Linked DNA regions of Danio rerio: region 2 is linked to region 1. A link is a contact called in public Micro-C data. All regions are on one chromosome and are shown on one strand. Each heading gives the region's core, a stretch centred on a gene start, on an enhancer-like site or on the middle of the called end of the contact. The rest is flanking DNA. Distances are from core to core; before and after follow the strand shown.

Region 1 (5,605 bases), core at 2,301-4,800:
TTTGCATGGCAGAGTTCCAAGATGAAAACTACTACTGAGCAAAAAAACATAAAGGCTCAAATCAGTTTTCTGCTTTAGGAGCTAGAAGACCAGAAGATGGATTCTGCTGTGTACTAAAATAACCTGAAGGAGAATGTTCGGCCATGTAGTGACCTCAAGCTGAAGCAATCTTGGGTTCTGGAGTAAACTGATTCAAAGCTCACCAACAAGTCTACTTCTGAATGGCTGAAAAAATGAAGAGTTTGGAGGGGCCTAGTTAAATTCCTGACCTGAATTCTTTTGAGATGCTGTAGCATGACTTAATAAAGGCAGTTCATGCTTAAAAAATTTCCATTGTGGCTGAATTACAATCATTCTGCAAAGATGCGTGGGCCAGAACACACTAAACTGTGCTGTAACAGACTCACTGCAAGTTATCAAAAATGCTTGATTGCAGTTGTTGTTGCTAAGAGTGGTCCAATATTAGTATTAATGACTTTTTCCACACAGGGTAATGTAGATTTGTATATATATTTTTTTTATTAAAACTGCATGATGTGTTTACATGTGTTATCTGTGACTGATGATTACATGTGTTTGATGTTCTAAAACATTAAGGTGTGACAAACATGCAAAAATAAAATTAATAAAAGAACTCAGTAAGGGGCAAACACTTCTTCACATCATTTCAATGAATTATGTTAATAAGCAGGGTCGAAGCAGTGGCACAGTAGGTAGTACTGGTTTGAGCCTCGACTCAATTGGCGTTTCTGTGTGGAGTTTGCATGTTCTCCATGTGTTCGTGTGGGTTTCCTCCGGGTGCTCCGGTTTCCACCACAGTCTAAAGACATGTGGTACAGGTGAATTGGGTAGGCTAAATTGTCCGTAGAGTATGAGTGTGTGTGTGGATGTTTCCCAGAGATGGGTTGCGGCTGGAAGGGCATCCGCAGCATAAAAACTTGCTGGATAAGTTGGCGGTTCATTCCACTGTGGCGACCCCGGATTAATAAAGGGACTAAGCCAAAAAGAAAATGAATGAATGTTAATAAGCAATGTTCTTTATAATATTTAAAAAAAAAGAATTGTTCACTAAATGTTTTTGGACATATAACAATCTTTCATATCACATTATTTTTTAATTATTTAGATATATTATATCAAATGTTCTAGCTGGTAACTTGCAAACCTCATTAGCTTTTTGGATATACTGCAGCACGAGGTGAAGTTTTCGACATAGGCTATCTTTTTTGTTTGCTTGATAAGAAATTAAACACTGCCATCTAGCGGTTAATGAGACGTTTGCATTATCTTCCTTTGTCAATATAATGAGCACAAAACCTTTTTTAATTTTAACTTGCATGTATTAATCATAACTTAAACTTACCAAAATTTTACCATAAAAGAAATTGAATTTCAATCTTATAAGCATCAGCGGGTGTTTGACTATTTTACTGTTCCTTCTCGTAGCGCTATCAGCAATTCAATTTTCAGTATGTAAAAACCGTATTGTAAGTAAACCTCTCTGACATATTGCATTGTGTTTGTTACTATAGATTGTAAGTTATTATAGACACATTTAATTAGTTACATTAATAAATTTAAACAAAACCATTTTTGTTACCCACACAAAAAATAATTAGATATCAACTAAATAAAATAAAAATATCTGCTAACTACATTATTAAAATTTAAAGCCAATGTCAATTTCAAGCAGAAATTGGAAATCTTATCTTTTTTGTTACATTCATGCTTTTACTTTTAAAACATGTCTGTTCGTTTGTTACATTATTATCTATACCTGAAATCTGTAAATAGCAATATTAACACTCAAATAATACATTTTGGCCACCCCATAAATATATTCCCTGGGAACATGAAGTTGAAGTCGGAATTATTAGCCCCCCTGATTTATTAGCTCCCTGTTTATTTTTTTCCCCAGTTTCTGTTTAACAGAGGGAAGATTTTTTTCAACACATTTCTAAACATAATAGTTTTAATAGTTCATTTCTAATAACTGATTTTTTTTTATCTTTGCCATGATGACAGTAAATAGTATTTGACTAGATATTTTCAAGACACTTCTATACAGCTTACAGTGACATTTAAAGGCTTAATTAGATTAATTAGGTTAACTATGCAGGAGAGGGTAATTAGGAAAGTTATTCTATAAAGATGGTTTGTTTGTTCTGTTAACTATCGAAAAAAAAAGTTAAAAGGGCTAATAATTTTGACCTTAAAATGGTTTTCAAAAAATTAAAAACTGTTTTTATTCTATCTGAAATAAAACAAATAAGAAGGCGGCGCAGTAGGTAGTGCTGTCGCCTTACAGCAAGAAGGTCACTGGTCTGAGCCTTGGCTGGGTCAGTTGGCGTTTCTGTGTGGAGTTTGCATGTTCTCCCTGCCTTTGCGTGGGTTTTCCTCTGGGTGCTCCGATTTCCCCCACAGTCCAAAGACATGCGGTACAGGTGAATTGGGTAGGCTAAATTGTCCATAGTATATGAGTGTGTATGGATGTTTTCCAGTGGGTTGCAGCTGGAAGGGCATCCGCTGCGTAAAACATATTGGATAAGTTGGTGGTTAATTTTGCTGTGGCGACCATGGATTAAAAATAGACTAAGCTGAAAAAAAAGAGAGAAAACAAATAAGATTTTCTCCAGACATTATCAGACATACTGTGAAAATGTCCTTGCTCTGTTAAACATCATTTGGAAAATATCAAAAAATTCAAAGGGAAGCTAAAAGTTCTGACTTCAACTGTATATAGTGCACTAAATAATAACAATAATTCATCGAACAATTTTTGTTTCCGTCAACCTTGTTTTATTAAAGTAATTAAATTAAAAAAATTACAGCTATCAATGATTTGTGTCTAATTGTTCCGTTTTGTCGCAGGTAGCCATTTGATAAATTGGAAGGTTGTTGTAATACAAAAATAGTCTATGTAGGCCTATGATATAAGCAATACAGCTACAGCTAATAAAAATGCTAATGTGTGTTTTAGATTTTGTAGTGTGTGAATAATCAGGGATTAGCAATAACTTGCCATACTCGTTGCACTGAGGGGCCCTCAAATAAAATATTGCTTAGGGCCCATGGAGTATTGAGCGGTGCTGTTGACTATATATTAGGCCTATATGAACCAGTTGAACAACACTTATTTTTCATTCTTGGGTAAACTTACCTTTTACATTTGACCAAAGCAATTATGAATGTTCAACATTCTTCTCACTTTTAATATTTACATTTTTACACTGCAATTCATTTCCATAGTGGATAAACTGGCAGCGATCGACGTGCAGGGTCATAAAACATGGATATAGAGGGGAGACTTAATGTACGAAAACAGTACACAACCATCTTATTGATTCGTAAATATATAACAATGTAATAATAAACAACAAACGACTTAACTAAATAGCGTATACATGTCATATTATCTCTAAGTGCCGTGTCATTATCCAGCAGTATCATTATCGGTTACAAATCTCACCGTAAGCGGATTGGTTTGGCCCTATTCATTAACGACACCCGAGTCTCGCGCCTCTCAGCTCCCCTCCCCCGTCGACCGACAGAGACGCGTTATCCTCAAAGCCATTTAATAAGCTACATTTTGTTGTTTGTTATCGGGGCAATTATCAGATCTGGAATGCGACTGTTAAATCAGAACCGTGATTTTTCGCGTTTACAATAACCATCGTCGTCGTCATGTTTGCTCTGCATCCGCTGCTGCGGGTCTCTGTGCTGCTGGATGCGACGCTGTGGCTCGCAGTCTCTGCCAGTCCTACCGACGATAATGTGCTGCGGGCCGGACACGGAGAGCACGGAGAACCGGGGCACGAGGAGCCACATAAGGACTCCTATAGCACATTCGCCTCCGAGTTCCTGGAGTCCAGATACCTGTCAGACGAAGGTACAAGATAATTAATCCCAGATGCTTAATATGAAGCCGTGAATGCTGTTTTGTGTTGTTTTTTTTTCCGAGGAATTGAATAGTGAATGATCAACGTCGATGATTTCCCTTGGCCTAAGCCCTTTAAATTGTGTTAATTGCATTGGATTTGACTATTAGTGACTTATGTTAGTACCTTCTATTCTATTATAGCCAACTGTATTTGTTCGCTAATAGCCTATTAATTTTAATAGCATATGGTCCAACATCAGCACCTTGGTCAGCACCCTATAAGACCACTGACTTGCATATTTTGGAGTCTGTTTGTGAGCAAATTGCTGTCCCAACACATCAAAAGTGTAATTAGAACAGAAAAAAAGATATAGGACATTCTACCAGAAACGTATATTATCTGTCCCTAAAATAGGAACATGTACAGTTGATAAAAAGTATTTCATCCCAAAAATGTCTAAAAAAGATTGATTGTTGATTTCTGTGAGTTGTTCTAAGAATATGTTGTTCATTTGGTTCTCAGATTTCTGTTCTTTATTGAAAACACTTAAAAAAAATTACAAACCCTGTCATTGTCATTGTCCTTCGCCCAGTTGAACCTATACAGCCTTAATAGTTTTGTTATGCTAAAAACATTAAGGTTATTTAGTGTAAAAACTTCAGAAATAGCTAATGTTTATATCATTCACATCAATTGATTAAAAACATGAAAATTCTACAAATAAACACTTGAAATACACAGTTGAAGTCAGAATTATTAGCCCCCTTTGAATTTTGTTCTTTTTTAAATATTTTCCAAATTATGTTTAACAGAGCAAGGGAATTTTCACAGTATGTCTGATAATATTTTTTCTTCTGGTCTTATTTGTTTTATTTTGGCTAGAATAAAAGCAGTTTTAATTTTTTAAAACACAATTTTAGGGACAAAATTATTAGCCCTTTTAAGCTATTTTTTTCTCGATAGTCTACAGAACAAACCATCATTATACAATAACTTGCCTAATTACCCTAACTCACCTAGATACACAAATTAACCTAGTTAAGCCTTTAAATGTCACTTTAAGCTGTATAAAAGTGTCTTGAAAATTATCTAGTCAAATATTATTTACTGTCATTATGGCAAAGATAAAATAAATCCATTATTAGAAATGAGTTATTAAAACTATTATGTTTAGAAATGTGTTGAAGAAATCTGCTCTCCATTAAATAGAAATTGGGTAAAAAATAAACAAGCGGTCTAATAATTCAGAGGGGCTAATAATTCTGACTTCAACTGTATATATAATACAAATAAATTTACAATTCTCCCAATGTTTCTGTCAGCCCTGTCACATCTGCATTAAATTTGACATTTTAAAATGCGTACTATACACCTTTAAGATTTGACTAAAAATTCGCATTTTTGGTAGAATGTCTCATATATATGATTTACAAGAATAAAGTAAAATAGAACCTAAACTCTTACCACATGATCTTAGCCTGTGGACAACAGACCGTGTTCAAAAGTTCAATAGTGTGTGTGTGTGTGTGTGTGTGTGACTTTTTAAAAAAATGTTTGCATGTCTGCTTTTATTTGGTAAAATTACAAGATAAATAAATCGAAATAGCTGTTTTCATAATTTTAAAATGTAATTTTTACAAACTTTTTTGAAGCCTGAATTTTCAGCACCATTACTTCCATCAACAGAGTTACATTATCATTTACATTGATTATCATCAATGCTA
Region 2 (5,060 bases), core at 1,807-4,306, 350 kb before region 1:
AATTAATATATTTTGTTCAATTTTATTGAAAAAGCAAACTTTTGTTTTCGAGATTTAATTGAATCAGATTGAAAATTTGTTTTTGTTCGTTTAATTCTGTAACTTGGGAAAATTAATAATTCAATATCTAAAATAATTATGATGTCCAACCTTAGTGAATATTATTTCTCTGTACTTGCCTCGGTGCACCCTTTGGTTGCTTTTTAAACTCAGAAATTACATCCCCTACTTCTTCATAGTTAGTCTAAAGGGAAGGATATTTCCATAATTTTAAATATCTTTGTACCTAGTGTATTCCTATGATGCTTTTTAAATGAGCATATCACTTGGTTTAGTTTCAAGTTTACATCACGTCATTTTACAGATTACATAAACATATACTCATCTTACACACTCTAATTTTAGAATACTTCTCAGGCAAGTTACCAGACATAATACTTGCTTAAATGAGGACAAATAAGTGCATTAGTGTGTGTGTATGGCCGTGCATGTGCAGCTCAGTTATGAGCAGGACAGTATCAGTCTGCATCTGACTGATATGTTTAAAATGTGACTGCCGACAGGAGACAGCAGCCTCTGAGTTTTCCCTGCTAATAGAATCAAGCAATTTAGCCAATCGGGGACAGCCGAGAGCAGTGCGGTGCGATCAGAGGATGGCCAGTTCTCCCACTTAACTTTGATTGGCCGTGACCGTTAGTCATTACCCACGATTGGCCGTAATGAGGCGGAACAGAGCCACGAGTCACTGCACAGTGAGGCGGAGGTCATGCTGTAGTGTGTTCTCTGTATTTAGAGACAGTAGGCAGAATAACAAATAGTTTAGCAGTTTAAACATTTTGTCAAGAAGCTGTTGCGAAGTACGCTTAGAGTTGGAAAGAGATTTTATTAAGTGAGAGGACATTGTTTTAGTCTTAAGAAAAAGACGTGACATTTTAACAACATAAGAAATTGATTGAATTGACTTTAAGCAAAATTAGTTAAAAATAACATACACTTTTAAAAATAAATAATCCTTATTGGCATAAGTGGCTTTATTGGCATTGATAATTCCACATAGAACCTTTAAAGGGATAGTTTACACCAGAGATGACTGATTTTGTCATTATTCATTCAGCCTCCACTTGATCCAAACCTGTTTGTTTTTTGTTCTGAAAAAACAAAGGATGTTTTGAAGAATGTTAAACTGGTATCCACTGTTAATATTTACAATGTTTTTGGAAGCCAATGGCTACTCATTTCCAACATTCTTCAAAATATCTTCTTTTCTGTTTTTCTGTTGGGTACTACTTGAGGGTAAATTGTGTCAATTTTAATCTTCTGAATATTAATTTCCATTGCAAGGTAAAAGGTGCAAGAAGGTTGTTTAGATTATTCAAATGTTCTTTAGTTTGTTTACTGAAGCTATTAAAATTATTTTGTTAATAGAACTAAAACTAAAAAAGTCAAAACTTTTATTTAATAACCTGCATAGTTCAATTTACATTGACATTTTGATCTAAACGTCAGAGTACTAAATCAAACAGATCATCCAAACATCTTTCTAAAATGTAATTAAAATTCATTTCTAAAATAAGTTAAACCTACAATAAACATTAAATCTACAAAATAATATTTAAGCTAATTCGAAATATTAATACATACTATATATTGGTGTATGGGCTGCACAGTGGTGCAGTGGGTAGCACGTTTGCTTCACAGCAAGAAGGTCGCTGTTTTGAGCCTCAGCTGGGTCAGTTGACGTTTTTGTGTGGAGTTTGCATGTTCTCCCCTTGTTCATGTGGCTTTCCTCTGGGTGCCCTGGTTTCTCCCACAAGTCCAAAGACATGCGGTACAGGTGAATTGGGTAGGCTAAATTGTCCATGGTGTATGTGTGTCAGTGAGTGTGTATGGATGTTTCCCAGTGATGGGTTGCAACTGGAAAGGCATCCGCTTAGTAAAACATATGCTGGATAAGTTGGCGGTTCATTCCGCTGTGGCAACCCCAGATTAATAAAGGGGACTAAGCCGAAAAGAAAATTATGATATTGGTTTATACTGTATTTGTTAAAAGTAACACAGCTCCTTATTCAAAAAGAGGTTTATTTAAATTAGGCTGGTCAAGCTGGCTTTAGCTGGCTGGAAGACCAGGCTGGAAATGACCAAAACCTCTTAAACACCAGTCTGGTTGACCATTTAAAACTACCGAACCAGTTAAGGCTGGTTTAAGCTGTATTTTTCAGCAGGGACGTTCCTAAATTGAATAAAAATGTTAAAAGTCTTACACTAAGACTGATAAGCATCGACATTTAAATTTAATTTTAACTAGTTGACTAGTTCTGGATGATTGACAGAATATTCCTTCGAGTTCCTCCACATGCTGAGGGCCTCGGGTGTCTGAGTACATCTGTGTGTGTATCTCTGACACGCTGTGTCCCCACTGCACTTCTTTTTCTCACTAGCCTAAAGCCACTCTTTTATTTGTGGATTTCCCTCAAATCCTAATGGGATCCATGTTTGAGTGTGTGACTTTGAATCCCTGTGTGACGCTTGTGGATGTGTTTTGGATACGCTGCCTTTCCTCCGGGCTCTTTCAGTTTGCTGATGCTAGGCTGAGTGTCGCCCACAGAGGGCAGTGTTGTTCTTTTGATGAGATTGTCGAGTTCTCCGCTCAAAGTCTCACCGAAATTCCAAAACAAATGCTACAGCAAGCGAATTCACACCGACTGCACTTTTTGGAAAGTCTGGACGTGTGACAGGATTCCTCCATGATAAGAGAAGCATCTTTTAAGGCCGCTTCTGTTCATGGCAGAGCTGCGTGACATGCTGTTAAGTGAGCCAATCCTCGGAACAACATGAACCGAACATTCTGTCCTTCGCAAAAAATTCACTTTGATCACATCAGCAGAACAAGACTAAACTCCTGAAGAGTTTTAAACAGTGGCCATGAGGTTCGGAACGTGGTGATAAAGTTGGACAAAGGGCTAATACTTTAGCGATAGTTTTGTGTGTTGTCCGATTAGCCGTGCGTGTGTGTGTGGTTGGCAATGGCATGCTGAATGGTGAATCTTTGTTGTGTGTGTGTGTGTGTGTGTGTGTGTGTGTGTGGCCCTTTTTACTAATGGGTTGATGGGAAATTAGCCAATCAGTGTGTATTAAGGAAGTCCAGCACATGCTCATTCCACAATCATAAAAGAACTGAAATCAAAACAAGTAAAAGATCAGATATTCATGCATTTTATTGGCCTCGAGGCTGATCCACATCTGTAAGGGCGAATCATAAGACAGCAAGATTGTCCTCAAGTAGCTTTAACACACACGCACACACTGGTTCTGTCTGATTTCCTGCTTGGAAAAGCACTGTGGCTATGTAATGGCAACTTTTGACTGTGTCTACTAGACCTCAAATTCTTGGTGAAATAAAATGCGTATGGAGGCATTGAAAAATGAAGCCACTGCTGGACTGACCTGAAGCTCTTTCCAGTGACCTTGATTCATGTGCCCTCTGTAGAGTGCTTTGATTGATATTTTGTTTTCAAATTCTGTCCAAATATTCAAGATTTAATATTTTCTGATTTGTTTCCTTTGTTTAATATGTTCGAGTTTCAGTTTTCCTAATTTTTACCTTTTACTTTTATTATTATTATTATTTTTTTTGTGAGTTTTTTTAATGATTAAATTAATCTGTAGTCAAAAGCATACCCAATTAATTGAAATCAGGAAACTTGCATAATATAACAAGATTTTAATGGCTGTTGAATAAAAACACGTTTACTTAAATTACAGACTCCGGCTAAAATATCAAAGGCTCATTTTAACAACTATTTTTTAAAAGGTTATAATTATTCTATTTTGTACTTTAGGTACATTCTACTGTACTCAAACCTTTTATTTTGATGACTTCTCAGTTCAGTTTCTGTGTTTATAGTGACTAAATATTTGACTTTACAGACATGTATGCTTAAATCATGCAGCTTAAAGGCAGACATTAAGGTTAAAACACTTATTTCCTTGAATCTGTCACCTTCCTCCTCCATTACTAATGCTTGTATTAATATATTCATATACCCTGCATTATTATAGTATATGTTTTATAAACCAGTTACAAAAGCAAATAAAACCCTTTAGGGATTTTAAGCATTTCTTCAAATGTCCTAAAGCGACACTATATGTTGTCTATCACACTGTAAGGATGACCACCGCGATTCCTCAATCCGCTGAGTGTCCTCATTTGCTGAAGGTGAGTGTTTTTGTGGCTGGAGCTTGATTTCAAAGGAAATGAGGGATCTCAGATGGCTAGTATTTTTAGTCTGGCATTCAGAGCTGGAGCGCACACACACACAGGTACAGTGCGAAGTGTGTAACAGGAGAGCGGATCAGTGTCGGGCCGCTGCACACTAATGCATGTGTGCTTCCTCATAGGTCTCCTCTTAGCGGCTGCTCCAGCGCCTCGCAGGATGTCCCGCTGAAGGATGTCGATTACCTCAGTTTCTTTTTCACCACATTAACAGGTGGCTGCACACACACACACACATATAAATTCAATCAGTCCTTTCTGGATTTTGTGAGCATTTATAATACACAACTTTATAAGCACCTTTGGCTCTCAAATTTCTTCTACAAAAGCAGTCATTATCATTGTAAAAACCTTGAAATATTACATTATCGAATACAGTGTATTTTAGGGCTGCATATTATATCGTTTTAGCATTCATGTCGCAATGTACACACTCGCAATAGTAACATCGTAGCATGTGCAATATCCAGTCTGGATTATAGTCAATCAGGTATGTTAGTTTATCATTGCAACATCTATCCAAAATGTAGTGAAAGTGTATCGTTTGCATGTTTTTTTTTTATTTTAATTATTATTTTTAGGCATTTCCATAGATATATACACTAGATATCGCATACAGATCCTGAGCATGTGTCAATACCACTGCCACATTTGAACAGGTGTCCTAGGACAAATGTCATTCTACCGCACTTAGTCAAGACTAAAACCAATTTGAAGATTCTGGACTATTGCGCTGCATATCGGTGTATTAACAAGCAAACAAAAAAAAAAACAAAGCCTAAAGGCT

Evidence for each region. A called contact is a pair of places that touch in the nucleus more often than the background predicts.
Region 2: a Micro-C map of caudal fin shows a contact between it and region 1, with 3 times the contacts expected there. The contact joins the enhancer-like site here to the promoter of frrs1l in region 1. A contact is called at or near these places in 4 of 18 Hi-C or Micro-C datasets (caudal fin, embryo and an unstated tissue) and 1 of 4 datasets of contacts at active chromatin or transcription factors (embryo).

Annotation. Positions count from the first base shown.
Region 1 is chr16:30,293,920-30,299,524 of GRCz12tu, reverse strand. It overlaps frrs1l (ferric-chelate reductase 1-like), which reads left to right and starts at 3,550. Exons shown (of 6, transcript XR_012392117.1): 1 at 3,550-3,889.
Region 2 is chr16:30,647,282-30,652,341 of GRCz12tu, reverse strand. It overlaps tex10 (testis expressed 10), which reads left to right. Exons shown (of 16, transcript NM_212705.1): 11 at 4,399-4,487. Among named protein-coding and RNA genes, the nearest start is that of tex10, 16 kb to the left of the region's middle. Within about 2 kb of position 3,056, at least 15 of the 62 cell types and tissues checked have an H3K27ac peak or open chromatin away from gene starts, as enhancers often do. A contact at or near this core is called in caudal fin, where this site is marked.